2 separate regions of the Mus musculus genome follow, and region 2 is linked to region 1. The links are chromatin contacts, called in public capture Hi-C maps. All regions are on one chromosome and are shown on one strand. The core of a region is the stretch at or near the end of the contact, and the rest is flanking DNA. Distances in the headings are between cores, read along the strand shown.

What was found. Capture Hi-C pulls out chosen DNA fragments and counts their contacts.
Region 2: a capture Hi-C map of embryonic tail shows a contact between it and region 1, with 5 times the contacts expected there. The contact joins two enhancer-like sites. A contact is called at or near these places in 4 of 39 promoter capture datasets (cranial neural crest, hippocampal neurons, liver and 1 more), 17 of 484 Hi-C or Micro-C datasets (the HL-1 cell line, cerebellar granule neurons, cerebellum and 9 more), 14 of 115 datasets of contacts at active chromatin or transcription factors (astrocytes, cardiomyocytes, differentiating embryonic stem cells and 8 more) and 4 of 9 other capture datasets (embryonic stem cells, embryonic tail, embryonic trunk and 1 more).

Annotation. Positions count from the first base shown.
Region 1 is chr14:24,497,914-24,502,593 of GRCm38.p6, forward strand. No RefSeq gene overlaps it. Among named protein-coding and RNA genes, the nearest start is that of Rps24, 9.6 kb to the left of the region's middle. Within about 2 kb of position 2,793, at least 89 of the 459 cell types and tissues checked have an H3K27ac peak or open chromatin away from gene starts, as enhancers often do. A contact at or near this core is called in cerebral cortex and embryonic tail, where this site is marked.
Region 2 is chr14:24,984,582-24,989,231 of GRCm38.p6, forward strand. No RefSeq gene overlaps it. Among named protein-coding and RNA genes, the nearest start is that of Gm41111, 4.2 kb to the left of the region's middle. Within about 2 kb of position 2,035, at least 11 of the 459 cell types and tissues checked have an H3K27ac peak or open chromatin away from gene starts, as enhancers often do. A contact at or near this core is called in cerebral cortex and embryonic tail, where this site is marked.

The sequences.
Region 1 (4,680 bases), core at 1,543-4,042:
CTTCCTATGTGATGGTTGTAGGCAGCCTGAGTGGGCAACCAGCCTCTGCCTAGCCAGTTAGCACTCTCATCAGTCTGTCCCCTCTGCTACTTTGAATTCCTCTGGATGTTTGGGTTCATGTCAGATCGAGGGCTTTGAAGGGTACCTGTTCAGACATTCTGAATCAAGTTATTTTGAGGCTCAGGATGGCAGAACTGTGAGGCTGAGGGGAACTAGTTTGTGTGCAATTGTGCTACTGAGCTTGGGAGTGTTGGGAGCTGTAGCACAGCCCTGATAACTATGATAACGCGCTCTGCTTTGGGCAAGCCTTTATAAGAATGCAAAGTTGATCTAAGTTGATCGTGTCTCATTACAATTGACATGAGGGTGACTTACTAAGTGATCTTACTACAGAAAAGGCCCATGCACCGCCCCTCCAGCCTAGCACTAGCTGGAAATTAATGAGAACGAGAGCACAAGGCTCAAAACTCCAGACCTTGTGCCTACTTGATGTGTGGTGTGTGAGCTTCCTTCCATGTAGAAACCATCAAGGGTGGGAAGAAAGGCTGGAGATGGTTCTGCAAGTGTAGTGTCTCCGTTGTGGTGTTGGGGGCTGCTTTTAGATTGCCCCAGTATCCTGTGTGTGTAGCTTTCAGTTGTCTTTCATTGCTTTCCTTCCTTGCCAAAGTAGAATTTTAATTTGGTCCAAGAAGACTTATACCAAACTCCTGGAGCTGAGGCAGGTGGGTTATAAGTGGTACATTATGGGCACAGTGGTCTACAATTTACCTGGAAGGATGCTGGTGAGGTCTGACAACCAGTAGTTTAGGTTGGGGAGGTACCATGTGAGGGTGGGATTAGGACGCAGTTTTGTGACTCCAAGGTAGTACTGTATGTTCAGTCACCAAGCTGCTTTCTTTTGGGCATGACATTGGTCAGTGAGGTGCCATCTGCCATAGGGATACTGAATATAGGTAGCCTAGCCAACCACATTACCCATTTACCAAGTTAACTGTGCCCTGCCAGTCCCTGATCTGGCACCTGGGGAGGAAAGAAGCCAATAGAGGATCTTGTGGTCTGGCTCCTGGAGTAGCTAGCAGGTTGGGACATTGTGGCAGTCCACAGCCAAACTTGGTGTAAGGCCGTGGATCCTGGAAGGTTTCCGGAGGTCATGGGGTTAAGTGATGTGATCTGGCTCAAATTCAAGAGCAGAGTCACATTCAAGGCCATGAAAAATGATTAAGCAGGTGCGTGAGGGAGTGGCCGTTCTGTGGTGGGGCAGGGGAAAGATGGAAATCCTGAATTTGTTTAGGTGGCTTCAGACAGTTGCCCTTAACTCCTGCTGTTTTTACAGGAGAAATCCCATTCTGAACAGACCTCAGACCAGCAAAGATAGCTGGCTGACTCTGGGTTATCAATGTGGACAGCACAAATTCTTGAGTCCCAAAGCACTACACAGCTGTTCCTCCGTTCTCCAGACTTTCCTCCTATGCCAGACCTGAGGCCCTGTCTCCCATAGTCTTCAGGCTGGGAGTGGGAGGATAAGACCTGATGGAGCAAGCCGCCCCCCCCCCCCCCCAAAGGTCAGCAGGGAACAACCCCAGGAAGACCCCGTGTGCCAGGCTGAGGACTTTTCTCATTCATTATTTTGGTTGAGTAAAAGAAATGTGGAGAATTAGAGATTGAACAGTAAGTGGAGTGTCCTTGTCACACGCTGAGTTTTTCCACACAGAATACTTGAGCCGTTTGACTGCTCATCAGGCACGATGGGAAGATTACAGCTGGAGAGGGCTGATGAGCGGGTATTTGAGCAGTGTACTGGGAAACGGCCCGGCCCGGTTCCTGCTCCTCAGCGTCCAGCAGCAGGAGCTGTTGGGGAACAGAGGGCTCCCACCCCTCCCTCTATAGCAGGTACAAGAGCAGGGTTGAGTAGTGAGGCTTTGTTAAAAATACTCAGCTGTTCACCTGTGTTCACTTTGTAGCTCGGAGTGGGAGCATTCATTCATCTGAAAATTTAACAGCTTTGAGGCTTGGACTCAAAGTTCACAAAGGTCTTTTCTGCCGATGTCTCTCGATGTGACAGGTCTTGTCCAAGAGAAGCTTGTGGATGAATGATAATACTACAACTACTGCTAATAAACATTCCGGGCACAAAACTAGGGAGATGCTTAGTGGATAAAGTTCTTGCACTTGTGAGGACTTGAGTTTAAATCCCTATCGCCTACAGAAGAGCTGGGCTGAAGCGGATACCCGTAACCCTAGTGCCAGGAAAGCCACAGGCAGATTTCTGGGACGCTTTCCAGCCTAAGCCTAAATGATGAGAGGAGATCTGAGGTCTACTTCTGGCCTCCATATGTGCATGCACGTGTAAATATATACATGTGATAAACACATGAACAGATTTATTGAGATTATACTGGGATCTGAGTCTAGGAGGGAGGCACAAATAAGCCCATTTTGCAGATGAAGATGTTGAGGTTTACAGGGAGCTAAATAGTCAGCCTAATGAGCCAGAGTAGCTAAGGAAGGTCATGGGTATTCACTCTAGCCACAGCACCAATTGCTAACTTATTAGATCTGCAAATTTCCGGACCGTACTCAGTCAACTACTGGAAAGTGAGAGTGGAGCCCAGTTACCTGGGTTTTAGCAAGCCTGGCAGGTACATTTGGCGCGGAGTAAAGTTAAGGGTATTGGGGGAGGAGACAACTGTGGGGGCCAGCAATGGATGCTTTTGATAGCCATAATACTGAACCTTCCTTGGTGGAATAAAAGTGGTCCCTGCGGCTGTCTTCCACGAGGGGGCACTGTGGATTCAGGCTTGGAATCGCCGGCTTTGTTGTCCCGGCGGCTGCTGCTGCTGCTCTCGGGAAGCCTGAAGAAAGCCTGCTGCCAGATTAGCTGAGGGGTCAGCCTTTCTTCTTCCGGGAAGGTCTGCCGGGGTGGTAATCTTGTTTACAGGATTCAGCCCTCGTGGTGAAACTGAACCTGGAGGGCTTGCTGCTGTTCACATGTGCATGGCGATGCCTACCCATCCGTGGGGCAAGGTCTCTGAAGATCCTCTGCAAACAACATTCCCCTTTTGTAGCTGCCCAGCCAGGCAGCTTACAGTTCCTTTGGAGGGCAGAGCACTAGAACCCCAGTAGCCGATTATGGCTCAGCGTTCAACGTGCTTCCGTGTCATAGTGTTGTCTTGTTTAGATGGGAACAGGAGCCAATTTCGAGTCTTCATTTTGTGGTTTGGGGCAGTTTTCCTTCACCTCTGGGCCCCAGTTTCCCAGGAGATTGAAGGGAGTAGCTTTCATTAGGTGGCTCTCAGCCCCTCTTTCTCTCCATGTCTAAAAATCCTGCCCTAGGGAAGAAAGGAGGAAGCCGACAACCCCCCTTTCTGTCTCCTGGTCTATCCTCCCCTCCTACAGAAGAAGCGTCAGGCTTATAGATCCTCTGCTTTTAAAAATAAGTGTAAATACACACATGCAGATAACAACATACAAGTCCTGCCCCAGGGGGCCGGGGAAGAGCCCAGCTCAGACTCTGAAAGGCATGTGGTGCAAGGACACTGCAGGGGCTGTGACATGACATCCATCTCTGGTGTACGTTTCAGTAAGCCTTTCCAGGGACTTGCAAGGCAGTAAGGTGGAACCTACCAAATTGGATTTTTTTTTTTCAGGTCCTTAGACACCCAGGATTTGCCTCTATATAGATTTCTATTCTGTGTGTTTGGAAGAAGGAAAGATTTACATCATGGTCTCCTCTTGGCTGCACGTGTTTCTTCAGAAAATACATTGTCTCACAGTGACTTCAGCATTTCCCTCCTTAATACAAAGGACTGGTATCTTATGTCTATAGTGGCTGCGCACTGAAGAAGTTGAATGCCGAGTTAGGCATTGAGCCTCTGGCATTGGCCAATATGAGCCTATAGAAGTATCCAATACCAAGGGAGATTCCAGCCTTCTGCTGACTCCCACCGTGTCTGATGATACACAGCATTTGGTTAGAAACTGCCCACCCCACCAGCAAGACCACTGAGTCATAACTCTCCACAGTAGAGGGTACAGGTTAAGCCAGATAACTACCTGATTTCCCAGAGAAGCAGAGGGCCTCTTTTGTTGTTGTTGTTGTTTTTTGTTTTTGTTTTGTTTTTTGGTTTTTCGAGACAGGGTTTCTCTGTAGCTCTGGCTGTCCTGAAACTCACTCTGTAGACCAGGCTGGCCTCGAACTCAGAAATCTGCCTGCCTCTGCCTCCCGAGGGCTGGGATTAAAGGCGTGCACCACCATGCCCGGCCAGAGGGCCTCTTTTGGCTCATCTAGTACCTCCACAGAAGTGTGGAGCGTATCAGTGACTTGCTGAGGTCTCTCAATTTGTTAATGGTAAGGAGGGGACTGGGCTTCAGGCTGCTTTACCCATAGCTCATGCCCCTCCTGACAGCATGTGTCATTTGAAGACGCTCAGGTGCATTAATACATACACAAACATTGACATCCCCCCCTTCGCCACACACATAGACATCCCCTCAATACATACTTGCTTGTGGTGCTGGGATGGAGCAAGCAGGAAGAGAGAATGCTTTATCTGAGCTACACCCCAGCCACTGAGTTCATGAAGCTCCGTGGTACCTTTTCCATTCTCTCTACCTCCTTGTCCTGTGTCTTCCCACACAGTCTATCATTAGCACAGAGGCGGCCCCTGGGAGGGTGAGGCT
Region 2 (4,650 bases), core at 785-3,284, 490 kb after region 1:
TAAATTTGCATTTATCTTCCTAGGAATTGGCTTCAGCACATTGCACCTGGTTAACAGCATCCACATATGCTTCCACAGTGGGGGGACAGCACACAGCATCCAGTCTCTGGGCTTTCCCTCCGAGCACTATAGGATATGGATTGGGGAGATTGTGACAACCTAAGTTTCAATTACTCTTTCCCAGGTAGGGATTTATCTTGTTGCTGTCATTGGCTTTTGTTGTTTTGTTTTCTTTTGTTTGTTTGTTGAGACAGAATCTCACTCTGTAGCCCAGACTGCTCTCATACTCCCAGTCCTGTATTTCTGCCTCCCTCTCATGTGACAGGGCCATGGGTGGGAGCTACTATTACATGGTCTGTTACTTTTTAACTTTGCCTAAGACATAACTCATGAAAACAAGGATAAAGAGAACCCATGGCTTATGTCCTGGGAGATATTTGGGGTGAAGGTGGGGTTCTGCTCAAGCTCTGAATGTATCCTGTGACTAGGAGCCACCAAGTGCCCATTCGGATGCCAAAGGAAATACACAAGTATAGGGGTAAACGGATGAAAATGTGAAAATCACATATACTAAGTTGCCTGTAGCATTGCTATACAGTAACTATGCACAGATACGACACGGCACAGATCTCAGCATGCACAGAGGGTTTCATGCAAAGCTGTGAAGTGTGAGACAAGCATTCCGCTTACATCTGGTCCATTTGGGCTCTGACCTCAGACATTTGATAGAGGTTCCTTCCAGAAGAAAGCTTGAGATATGCTGCTCTCGTGAAGCCAGGTTCACGTCTGGCTTCCCAGTGTCACTGATGGATCCCAGTGTCTCCATAAAGTCCAAGCTGTGAAGGCCAAAGGCAGGGGCTTCTCCTGACTGCTGAATCAGTACCTAGGACAGTCCCTGGTGCACAGGTCTGAGTTCAATAAATAGATATGGGCTATAAATAGAGCCACAAACTCCAATTCACTTTATAACTCTCCCTAAAGTACAGGTTTCAGATCTGTTAACATGTGAGCCCCTGGCCTATCCCAGGTGTGCCTCTGAGACACAAAAATAAGAGAGGGAAGTCTTTGCGCTTCTCCAGTCTGGCAGAGGCAAACAAGTACCACGGGAATATAAACAACATTTGAAATGTAAAGGGTCATGGGGCATTCTTTCTAGCTCAATATCCTTCCATCACTGTCTCCCTAGATGTACCAGACCTCCAAGACCAAGAAGGAAAACTGTCTCAGGTATCAAAGAATACCTTACTCACTCCATGAACATCTCAAGACACTCTCCTTATTTCCATAGGGGTCCCTGGGGTGGTCCAGGCCCCCAGGAAATTCTCAGTAAGGGTGGTAGCCTCCATCATGGTGGTCTAAGACCCCTCTCACCCACCCTGGCCTGAAGACACATGATCTGGGCTGTTTATGGGGTGTGGGCTCTGACGTGTGGGTGGCGGGCTCCTGAGCCACTGGGCAGTAAAGTTTCAGACACAGGCCTGTTCCCAGCTGCAGCTGCCACATCAAAAGACCAAACGCCTGCAAACTTTGCCTTAATTAAAAAGTTACGGTAATCCTCAGGAAGGGGGCCAGCCAGACCCCCTGGAGACAACAGTTCTCTGTGGCCACAAACCAGGTCCTTCCACCCACCCTAGGCCCTAGTAAAAGCAGCGGACACTGTGGGCGCCACAGGTTCCTGTGAAATGGGAATAGTAGTGCCCCAGGCTCTTGGGCTCTCTTGGTTTGCTTAGGAGGGATCTATAGCCAAGCCTCTGCACAGAGCTCTGGCTTCCTGGGCTAATCTCCCTTCTCCACACATCCATGCATTCTTTAGGGTCTTTCCTAGTTCTCCTTTCCAAAGCTGCAAGTCCCCCCAGAGGCCCATGCTGGAGAGCCAGAGAGTGTGAGCACCCAAGGGCGTCCCATTTCCCATCTGCAGCCAGCCTGGCTGCTGATATTTTCATTTTGTAGACGGGCAAGTGGGGAACTGGCATCCAGGACAGTTTTGCCTACAGCCACCAACTCGAGGACCAATGCCAGGAGCTACCCACATTCCCTGAAGTGTCACAGATGTGTGAGTTACAGAGAGAAATAGTCACCCACTCAGCACCATCCCGCTCAGATGAGGGGTTCTGGGAAGTGTGGAGGGGCAGAGGGCTGAGCAGGAGTAAAACATTCCCTGGGCTAAAAGTTGTGCTCCTAACTCAAGCTGGCCTAGAGCTCACTCAGCATCCTCCTTTCTCGGCCACCTTGGTGCAGAGGTGTTAGGCCAAGTGCACCCCTGACCGCTTTGAAATGCATCTGTCCCTAGCTGCAGCAAGGAGAAGCTGATGCCAATGGTTCTCAACCTGTGGGTCACGACCTCTTTGCGGGAATCAAAAGACCCCCGTCACAGGGGTCACCTGAGACTATTAGAAAACACAGAGAGTTACATTATGATTTGTAACAAGAGCACAATTACAGTTAGGAAGTAGCAACAAAATAACTTTATGGTTGGAAGTCGCATGGTATGAGAAACTATTTTAAAGGGTTATAACACAGGAAGGTTGGGAACCACTGGCTTGGGTGGGGATCAATAGCTTCTGTCCAGTGGCTAGGATTGATATGTTTGTGTTAAGTTAGAAATTCTTTTCTATAGCATGACAACCTTAACTAACCAAAAATATATTAAAATAGCCAGGGAACCCATGGGGTTACTAACTGGCTTCTTCAAGGACCTGCAGATACATAAGCCAGGGTAGGTGGGGGAAGATGTCAACTGCCACTTAAGATAGCCCTTTACAGGGACATCTGAAGGGGCATGGCCTGCTTCCTGATGCGACCTCATCCCTGCTCTGCAGATTCTTGTGGATCCAGAGGGAAGGCTTCTGTCACGAAGACTGTAGGGGAAAAACCAGGAATGTTATAAGGACCCACCTCCCAGAATTTCAGGGTCCCGCGATGGCTCTTCTCCCTCTACCTCCCCCTTCCCCTCTGATGAGTCTTCCAAAGCTCTTCTCTGGGTGGGTTTTTTAAAAAGGGCTTCATAGTATGGACGATAAGCTAGATAAACAAGGCAAGGTGTCAGCGCCACTTGACTCTTGGTTGGACATCTTTGTTATGGGAACAACAATATACCTGTACACAGCAGACCCCCTCCCCCACTACACTCACAGACACACACAGACACAGATGCACATACAGACAGACAGACATAGACACACATATACATACTTGCACACACACACACACACACACACACACACACACACACACAGACGCAAACACACTGGATACCATCTCATTCTATTCTTTCTGTGATAATCTAGCAGGGTAGATGTTTTGATTCCCATTTAATAAATAAGAAAACCAGGGCTCAGAAGATACAAGCGAACTTCCAGAGCACCAGAATTGGGGTACACATCTATGGTTTGCTTCCAAAGCTACCCCTCTTGCTGTCATGTCACCCTGTGCTTCCTCCCTGCAACATGGGGGCTTATTTTCCAGATCTTACCATGTGCAGCCAGGACCCCTGCAAGGGCGCTAGAATCCAAGGCTGAGGCGGCCGGCCACTCCCACGCATCCTCAACTCTGAGAAAGTGAAGTTCTCACAGTGGTGATAACAAGGTGCCTGAGCCTGACTTACTGGCACTATTTAAAGTAGTGTCAGGCCAAAGCATATCATTTCATCTGCAATGATCTTCATCGGGGCCAGAGGAAGATGCAACAAAATTCTTACTTCTGTAACCAACTCTCTACCACTTTAGTCCTCTATTCTGTCTGGGGACTGGATCCTGGGTATCAAGTTCAACACAGTTAATTTCCTCAAATGCCACTCATTAGGAAAAAAAAGCCAGAGAAAGGCAGAGTCACTTCCTCCCTGGTTCCTGTCGATTGCGGGATTGTATGGAGGGAAAATCGAGCTTGTTTCTGGGATAATAGAATTAAGGAAGGGACTCTGACTTACTCCTGAAAACATGGCGATGCTGTATTCCTGTTCCTGACACAGGAACTCAGTGGAAGAGCGACTGGGTAAGGAAGGGAAAATTAAAAACAAAATCACCGATCATTGGATTACAGGACAGCACGTGACTGTGCATATGCGTGATTGAGCTCTGAGAGCCTGTAGAGAGGAGGAGGGCCACTTAAAAGATAAAAAGGCGCTGGCTTCAGCGGGATTTCTATAAGGGGGAGGGGCTCTGGTAGCTAGGAAGGAGAGTGAACATGGCTGATCCCCACACCTGGGCAAGGTCTCGAACCTTCAGTGCCCACTCATGTGTGTTCCCTTTCTACTCCACGTCCTGGATACACCTGGCTCCTAGCCACTCCTTAGCGATAGTGCTCATTCTACAAACTGCACGCTGCCCCCACCCCTGACTCTGTCCAGTGCACCTGCAGCCTGATGCCTACCCATCCCCACATCTGCATGCTGACCCCACCCCTGACTCTGTCCAGTGCACCTGCAGCCTGATGCCCACCCACCCCTACATCTGCATGCTGACCCCATCCCTGGGTCCCTTCCTGTTTCTCACTTTTAAGACATCATGCAGTGCTGGTGCATCTCCTCTGGTGCTCCTCTGGGAGCCTTTCAGATGTACCCAGCTTTGGCTGCCAGCCCCTCCTTCCTTCTCCATGGCCCATATATCTACCTCAGTGCAGTCACTAGGATCCGGTGACAGGCCTGCCTCCTTT